2 separate regions of the Sus scrofa genome follow, and region 1 is linked to region 2. Evidence: chromatin contacts called from public promoter capture Hi-C data. All regions are on one chromosome and are shown on one strand. The core of a region is the stretch at or near the end of the contact, and the rest is flanking DNA. Distances in the headings are between cores, read along the strand shown.

Region 1 (4,088 bases), core at 1,389-3,888, 250 kb after region 2:
ATAGAAGCGCACAAGAAAAGCTCAAAATCCTTCAACCTACCCCACCTACTGAATCAAACCTAACAGACTAAATCTCTGGAGGAGGGCTTCCATCAAAGCTGCTTCCAGGAGGTAAAGCTACTATCCCCTGTACTGTGAGAGACCGAACACATGGAAAAGAAGACCAGAAAGGATCAGGGAAAAAGACAAAGAACTGGGGTAAATTCTACTCTTGGGGTGGATAATAACAAACAAATAAACCCAAAGCACTGTCTTATTTCCTATTCCACAATCTCAGTTTCTGTTCTCCTTATCTTCACTCCATCTGGTCCTACCTCTTGTTTGTCCTAAGGCTCCTTTACCCCCTTATAGAGCATAAATGTACAGACATGCAAAGTAAAAGATCTTATTTATTTATGGAATTTAAGAACCAGAGCTGGAGTTCCCGTCGTGGCGCAGTGGTTAACGAATCCGACTAGGAACCATGAGGTTGCCGTTTGGTCCCTGCCCTTGCTCAGTGGGTTAACGATCTGGCGTTGCCGTGAGCTGTGGTGTAGGTTGCAGATGCGAGTCGGATCTTGCGTTGCTGTGGCTCTGGCGTAGGCCGGTGGCTACAGCTCCGATTCAACCCCTAACCTGGGTACCTCCATATGCCGCGGGAGCGGCCCAAAGAAATAGCAAAAAGACAAAAAAAAAAAAAAAAAAAAAAGAACCAGAGCTTTTTACCTACAAGACATCAAATCCATGATATTGGATTTGAAATGCACAATTTAGGAGTTTCTTGTGGCCTAGCTAGGAGCAAGTTAAGGAGCCAGCATTGTCACTGCAGTGGCTCAGGTTGCTGCTGTTGCAAGGGTTTGATCCTGCCCTGGGAATTTCCACGTGCCAGAGTGAGTCCAAACAAACAAACAAAAAAAGCACAATTTAAATCCTGTGAAATATAGATATAAGGATAAAACTGAGTAATCAAATCCAATCACAGAAATTTAAACAACCAAAAAAACAAAACAAAACCAGAAGTGCACACACAGTCTCAAAATGTTTTAAAATACATTCTCCTTCTGTCAATGACAAATATTCTGTGCTTGAGGCAATAATCAATGGCCTGGAATCATTTCTGAAGCTTTTAACTTTATTTGCCAAAAAAGTTCTGCAGAGGCACTGATTGAAAAATTACATTTCAAACATACCGCTCACTACCGAAATGTAAACAAGCAGTGGCACCAACTTTAAGATACCGCTCAAATACGAATTAAAATGGAAAAATAATACTGTGACTTAAGTAAAAAAAAAAATACAAAAATAAGCTTATTTAGCAGTGCTTTATTGAAGAGGAAACAAGAGAATTGGGAATCAATTATTTTAGTACCTTCCTCGAATCAAACCCAGCCCAAACCTACCTAAATTGCTTTTAGGTGTGCAAATTTAAAAGTCCAATGAATTGCCTGAAGGTTGCCAGGGTTTCTTTTTTATCTGCTGATAATAGCAGGCAGTGAAACCCGAACTAACGATTACAGCCAAGAGAGGAGTGCCCTGCAGGATGCCACCCTGAGCGCGCTCCCCAGGACCAGCCTACAGCTTACGGTACTTTTATCAGTTCTTTACTAGGTGCAGGACCTCCCCCTGGCGCGTTAAGAATTCGTTTAATAGGAAACCTCCGATGGGATTTTAAAAAGTGAAATGTTACCAACACACTCTTTTTGCTGTTTCCATAAATCTGATGGAGGGAGAAGGGTACAAGCCAGAAAAGCGAGCACCCGGCACATCCGAGATCTTGGTGTCACCGCACCAACCCGAGAGAGAGACAGACAGAGAGAGAGACTCTAGAACACGAAGACGGAGAAAGGGTTTTATCCGGTGTTAATAGAGAGGATTCGGGACCAGATGGTTGTGGTTTCTCTCCCGGGGGGCTGTGCCCCGCAAGAGCGGTTCGTGGGCACCTAGAAGGACCAGCAGGCGCAAACTCTGCGCGCGGGTCGCAGGGGGACAGCGGTCACCCCCGGCCCTCCGTACCTGATGATGTCGTCGCTGTGGCCCCGGTAGAACTTCTGCCGGTGCTCCCGCGGGCTGTACACCACGCCGACGCCCGCCACGAAGTACACGATCTCCTTGGCCGCCGTGTAGTAGAGGTTGTTGCGGCACTGGTGGCCCCGGTAGCCGTACACCCACTCGAGCCGCAGGTGGCAGCTCGGGGCGCTCCGGGCCGCCATGTCGGGGCGCCCACCTCGCCGCTCCGCTCGGGCCCGCGGTGGGAGGCGGGAAGCGGGAGGCGGCGGCGGCCGGGCGAAGCAAGCCCTCCCCCGGGCGGCTGGGACTCGCCGCCTGCCGCGTCCTCTAAGCCGCGCCTGGCAGGTGCATGTCGCGTCTCCCGGCCGCCGCCGGCGCCGCCTCAGCCCACGGGCGGGAGGAAAACCCTCGCCTCGCAGAACATGCTGAGGGCCGCGGACGCCGCCGGCTGACAAGGGGCTGCCGCGCGCTCTTCGCCCGCCTCAGCTCGCCTCCTTTCCTCAGCCCGCAGTGCCCAAGCCGGGAGCCTAGCCAAGCGAGGGCCCGCCTCCCACCTCCACTCCTCAGCCGCCGCCAGCGCACCCGGCTCCTCGGCCGGGTCACCTGCGGCGTCCGCGTCGCGCGGCGGCCTCGTCCCACAGCGCGGCGCGCGCGCCCGCGCGCCCAGGAAAGCGGCGAGCGCGCGCCCTCGCGCGGCCCCGCCCCCTCGCCGCCGTTGCCGCCGCCGCCCACGCTCGTCCCTCCTCCCCGCCTCCCAGCCGCCCAGGAGCACCCAGGCTCTCGCAGCTCCCGGGCACCACCGCTGGAGCTCTCCGTTGATGTCTAGTCCCGCTACCTCGGTCAGGACTAACGACCCCAGCCGCCCTATGTTCCGTCCTCGCGGGGCACTGAGCGCTCACGGAGCTGCCCAGGCTCGGGCAGACTCTCAGCTACCCGGATCCCCTGCTGCTGGGAGTTCTCGCCGGAAGGCCCCTGCACCCGATTTAGGGTACGCTTATTATGCACGGAAGAATCAGGATGTTAACCTCTTTTTTTCCCCCTCCTTAATACTGTGTGTGTGTGTTTCCTGACTGCTTCATAGTACTCAGGATAGTAGACACTGAGTGGGGATAAAACCTAACTTCTGAGGTGCACACTTGCTTATTTGTTTGCCCTCAAAGCTAAAGGTAGAATTTAGATAGTAAAATGACATCAGATCCTATTTCTTAATAACAATGGCACCTGAATTTATTTCTTTTAATTACTATTTTGAACACCATTAAACTTTTTTTTTTTTTGTCTTTTTAGGACCGCATCCATATGGAAGTTCCCAGGTTAGGGGTTGAATCTGAGCTGTAGCTTCTGGCCTATGCCACAGTCACAGCAAAGTGGGATCCAGGCTGCCTCTGTGACCTATACCACAGCTCAGGATGGATTCTTAACCCACTGAGCAAGACCAGAGCTCGAACCTGCATCCTCATGGATGCTAGTTGAGTTCCTTACTGCTGAGCTACAGCGGGAACTCCGTGAACACCAGTAAACGCTTGATACTTCTTGCATTGTAGGGATGTTGGAATAAGATAGCTTGAGTCTTATGATCCTGGGAATGGGCCTGTAAACGCATGTACTGGGAGCAATGAATTCCTCTGTCAGTTCCCCTCCTACTGTATAGTAAGTGCCCCCATTCTCACAGGAATATGGCCACGATTCACCAAAACCTGTAAAAATAATTTGAAATCTGTATTATAAAAAGTTTTAAGTGCAGAATGATGGCCATAAGGTGTACTACAAGAAATACTAACTTATGAAATACTAATATGAATTTTCTTTGTCCAAAAAAAATCACTGTTTTGATTTCCCTGTGAAGTTCCAGAACTTGTAAATATGACAAAAGCTAGAATAAACTAACATCCTTTTAAGAAACATGATTCCACAGAGATGAGGTTTCCTAGGTGGTACTCATACCTTGGAATGGATGTTACTCACTCTCTATACTTTCTCGAAGATGTAAATTACCAACTTGACACAAGAGGATACCTCTTCAGTTTAGGTTATGACTTCTAGTCTACATGCAGAGAAGAAGGTTCATCTCAGAGGAGAGAATTTGCTTAAATGTCATGAAA
Region 2 (4,081 bases), core at 887-3,386:
CTGTATTACTCATTAACAGCATTTGCTGAGTATCCTCGGAATGTAAAAGGTCCACACTAAAGGAGGAAATAGAAAATAAATATTATGAAAAGACATGGACTCCACTTAACAGTTTTTTTGTTTTTTGCATTTTTTAAAAAAATTAAAGTGTAGTTAATTTACAATGTTGTGCCAATATCCGCTTGTTTTCAATGATCTGTTCTATGTCAGGGTATAAACCAAATAGATATTTGAGGCAGAATGTTTAAAAAAAAAAGAAATTAGAACTTTAATAAACTTTCAACTAGAAAATTGCCTGATGAGCCCTGAGTGTTTGTATAGATTTTTTTTAATTATATACACTAAATACCTTTTCAAGAGATGAAATGGTGATTTTAAATTTTTCTTACAAATTATGGTAACTGGAAACAGAACAGATTAAGTTGTGTAGATGAAAGACAAGATATTGCAATATATGCAGAGGAAAGATGAGTATTTGACCTGGGGGTGTTCAGAACTGGAGAACTATGCCTTGTAGGCAGTAGATACTACACTATATAACTTAATCATTAACTTTAGTGTTGATGAAGCAAACAGTAAAACTTCCAGCTGTGCCTGAGATTTGAAATGTTTTACAGCATCAGGGATAAAGAAAAGGTAATGTTTCCTCTGTTTTATTCTGGTAGATGTTACAATGTAATTGAAAAAGCCAAAGGGAGGGTATGTCTGTGTGTGTATCAGATGCATTTTTCCCTAAGATCTATCAATAAAAATAGCTTGCTTTTTGATTATATAAAACCTGTGTTAAGATAATGTTCTGCTTAATAATTTAAAAAATTATCAACAACGTACTCAATTTTCAGCTATGCACAGTATTTGCTACCAAATGATGTCAAAGTTATGAGTAGAAATTTATGATGCTGTTTGCAGGGGGGGGGTCTGTTTCAATGTAAAATAATATGAATTAATTTGAAAGGTAGTTAGGTCTAGAATTATTAACTTACCTAACTACTAAAGTAAACGGAAAATTCATAATTAGCTTTTGAAGGAGAAAGTAAGATTGTTTTTACAAAAATCATTGTGTTATGTAATAAGAAAACAGGTACATATTAAATTCAAAGTTTTCAAAAGTCAGTCTGGGGTATTTGTGAATTCATTTTAATGTTTTCACATCCCCCTTCAAAAGTTTCTCAGATACACTTTAATTCTGAATCCTGTAATTTCCCCCTTTGTTGCTGAAGTCCTCAGGACATGTAATTTTGCCAACGACGCTTTAAAATAAAACAATCACTAAAAAGCATAATGATATTTTTAGAGTTAATATATAGATCTATAGCATTAAATCAAACGCATGTTTCTCCTGAAAAAAAGTTTATGCCTCGAGCTCAAGATTAAAATGTCCTAGCCATAAGACTATTATTTTCAGAGTAAAATTTCTATCACATCCCAAACTTAAAAAAAAAAATCTTTCAGCAACCATTAGGCATACAGCGGTTGTCACTTGGAGCACACGGAGTGTTGTGAACATGTTTCCGAGCACACGCTATTATTATAAGGCTCTCTCAGCAAAAAAGAAAATAAGACGAGCATGCCAAAAGCGGCCAATCTAATTAGGATCTGCAGAAATCACAGGTCAGAATTTGCAGCCCCAAGAATTCTTTCTTCCCGAGTAAACACTCTTTACTCCAAAAACAAAACAAGTCATCACCAGCGAACAGTCCTTCCCTACTTGCCAAAGTTATCTGGCAAACCGCACTTGATATTCCGAGAGGCACAAATATGCCTAAGACTTCTAAAACCCTAACCCAGAAATAAGCCGCTGCAATCAGCCAAGGAGTTCAGAAAAGAAGTTCAAGACCTCCTTTAGAAATTACTTAAGTAGATCAGGGAGAAGCTGGGAAAGGAAGACTTTTCTCTTTGTTAACGCTCGCTCCTGCCTTCGGTCTGGGAGCCGAGACTCATCCTCCAGGGCTTCGGGGCCAGCAGACGCGCTCCGGGGTCCCGGCTCCCGGACACACCCCAGCGCTCAGCCCGGCGCCCGCCCTCCGCCCGCTGGCCGGGGCCCCGCTCCCTCACCTGCTCCCGCTCCCGCATCCTCGGGGCCGCGCGCCCCGCTCAGCGGCCCGCCTCCCGGGGCCCCGCCGCGCGGCCGCCGCAGCCGCGCCCGCAAGCCAGCCCGCGCCGCGGCGCGCTCATGGGGCTCGCACGCCTCACTTCCTGTCTCCGCAAACTCGGCCCGCAGACCATTCCCCCGCGCAGAGTCCCGCGGCGGCCGCGGCAAGGGGAGAGGCCCGGAGGTGGGACCGGTCGGCCCGCGGCGCCGCACAAAGAAGCCAGGCGGGGGCCGGGGCGGCAGGAAGACGGGCGGACCGGCACGGGACGCGCGGCGGGAGCAGCGGAGCGGTCAGGGCCGGGCGTCCCTCCCCCTGGGTCGGGCGGGCGGATCTGGGGAGGCGGCGGCGGCCTGTGACCTCAGAGAGTTGGAATGCGGGCGGGGGAGGCGCGGACAGCTGCGCCCGGCCGCCGCGGAGGGGGCGCGCCGCTGCTTTTTTTAATCATATGACCACTTATTTTAAGAGTTGCCAAATAAAGCAACTTTATTTAGGCTTTTAATAAAAATGAGGGGAGGGGGATCTTAGTTCAGTGCCAGGTAAAGGATTTCATTCCCCTGTTGTCATCAGGTGGTCAGTAAAATGTTCTTTTTGCTGGAGTCGGTCGTTTACTCTTCTACATTTCTGAAAACAGTTCACATATTAGGTTTCTTCCACCCGCGCTTACGAATAAGGACAGACCCCATAAAAAAGGAAAGCACTGATTAGTGCAGGGTGGCAAATCCCCTCCCCCAAAATAAGGTGATACGCCTCAAATAACCTGTGGGTCTTCAGAAAGTGCTGTAAGCATAAGCAATACAAAGTAGCTCTCTTAGGGATGGGGAGCTCTGGGTTCAAGTTGTTTGGGTTCAAATCTCAGTGCCAACACTTACTACCTGGGTGACCTTGCGCGAATTTCCTAACCTTTCTATGCCCGTTCCTCGCCTATAAAATGGTAATAATAATAATCACTATCCAGTAAATTGTTTAAAATATATGTGAAGGGTTTCGTTTCATTCTAGGCCCTTTAGCAATTTTATTATTACATGGTATTATCACACCATATTATTATTATTACTGCATTGCAGCACTTAAGCCAAGGAATAAAAGTGTGTGGCCTTAACACCAGAGTAGGGTGTTCCATCTTTCCTTGGCATGTGGTTTGAGTGAGGAACTTTAATTATTTAAATTTATGATTTTTTTAATGTTTTGGTAGTTCTGGAAAGCTGTCTTATCTTGCATTCCATTTAGATCTCATTTTCTTCAACAGTTAACAGACCCTATGGAGTACATACCCATGATCCCTGCACATAAAGGACTTCTGGTCTAGTGGGTGATAAACCTACACACCGCACATATACAGGACAAACAAGGCCTAAGTGGAGGCACTATCCTAGAGGTATGAGTACTATGGGAGAACAAACCCCAGGCAAGACTCAGGTTGGATAACAGAGCTCAAGGCAAATAAGATTACATGCGTTTCAGAGTTCCTGCTGCTGTGGTGCAGTGGGTTAAGAGTCTGACTACAGGAGTTCGTGCTGTGGCTCAATGGGTTAAGGACCCGAATGTTGACTATCTGAGGATGCAGGTGGGATCCCTGGCATCGCTCAGCTCAGCGAGTTAAGGATCTGGTGTAGGCCACAGCTGCAGCTCCAATTCTACTCAGCCCCAGAACTTCCATACGCTGCAGGTGCGGGCCATAGAAAGAAAAGAAAAAAAAAAAAAAGAAAAAACCAACTGCAGTGGCTTGGGTCACTGTGGAGGCTCAGGTTCAATCCCCAGCCCAGCACAGTAGGTTAAAGGATCCATGTTGCCGCAGTTGTGTGGCCCAGGAATTTCTATGTGCTGTGGGTGTGGCCATTGAGGGGGAAAAAAAAGATTATATATGTTTCTAAGTAGAAATAATTCTGCTTATAATTGCTATTTCACCCAGACACTATGACGGGATCAATTTGTGTGCAAGGAAAGAAAAGAGAAAATGAGTCACTTCTGGTCTCCCAAACTAGAAAAAC

Evidence for each region. Promoter capture Hi-C pulls out the DNA fragments that hold promoters and counts their contacts.
Region 1: a contact with region 2 is called in a promoter capture Hi-C map of fetal liver, with 2.6 times the contacts expected there. The contact joins the promoter of EML5 here to the promoter of PTPN21 in region 2. A contact is called at or near these places in 1 of 5 promoter capture datasets (fetal liver) and 1 of 2 datasets of contacts at active chromatin or transcription factors (alveolar macrophages).

What each region holds. Positions count from the first base shown.
Region 1 is chr7:110,702,814-110,706,901 of Sscrofa11.1, forward strand. EML5 (echinoderm microtubule-associated protein-like 5) reads right to left here and starts at 2,639. Exons shown (of 45, transcript XM_021099592.1): 1 at 1,993-2,639. The coding sequence starts at 2,189.
Region 2 is chr7:110,451,684-110,455,764 of Sscrofa11.1, forward strand. It overlaps PTPN21 (tyrosine-protein phosphatase non-receptor type 21), which reads right to left and starts at 2,137. Exons shown (of 20, transcript XM_003356769.4): 1 at 2,056-2,137.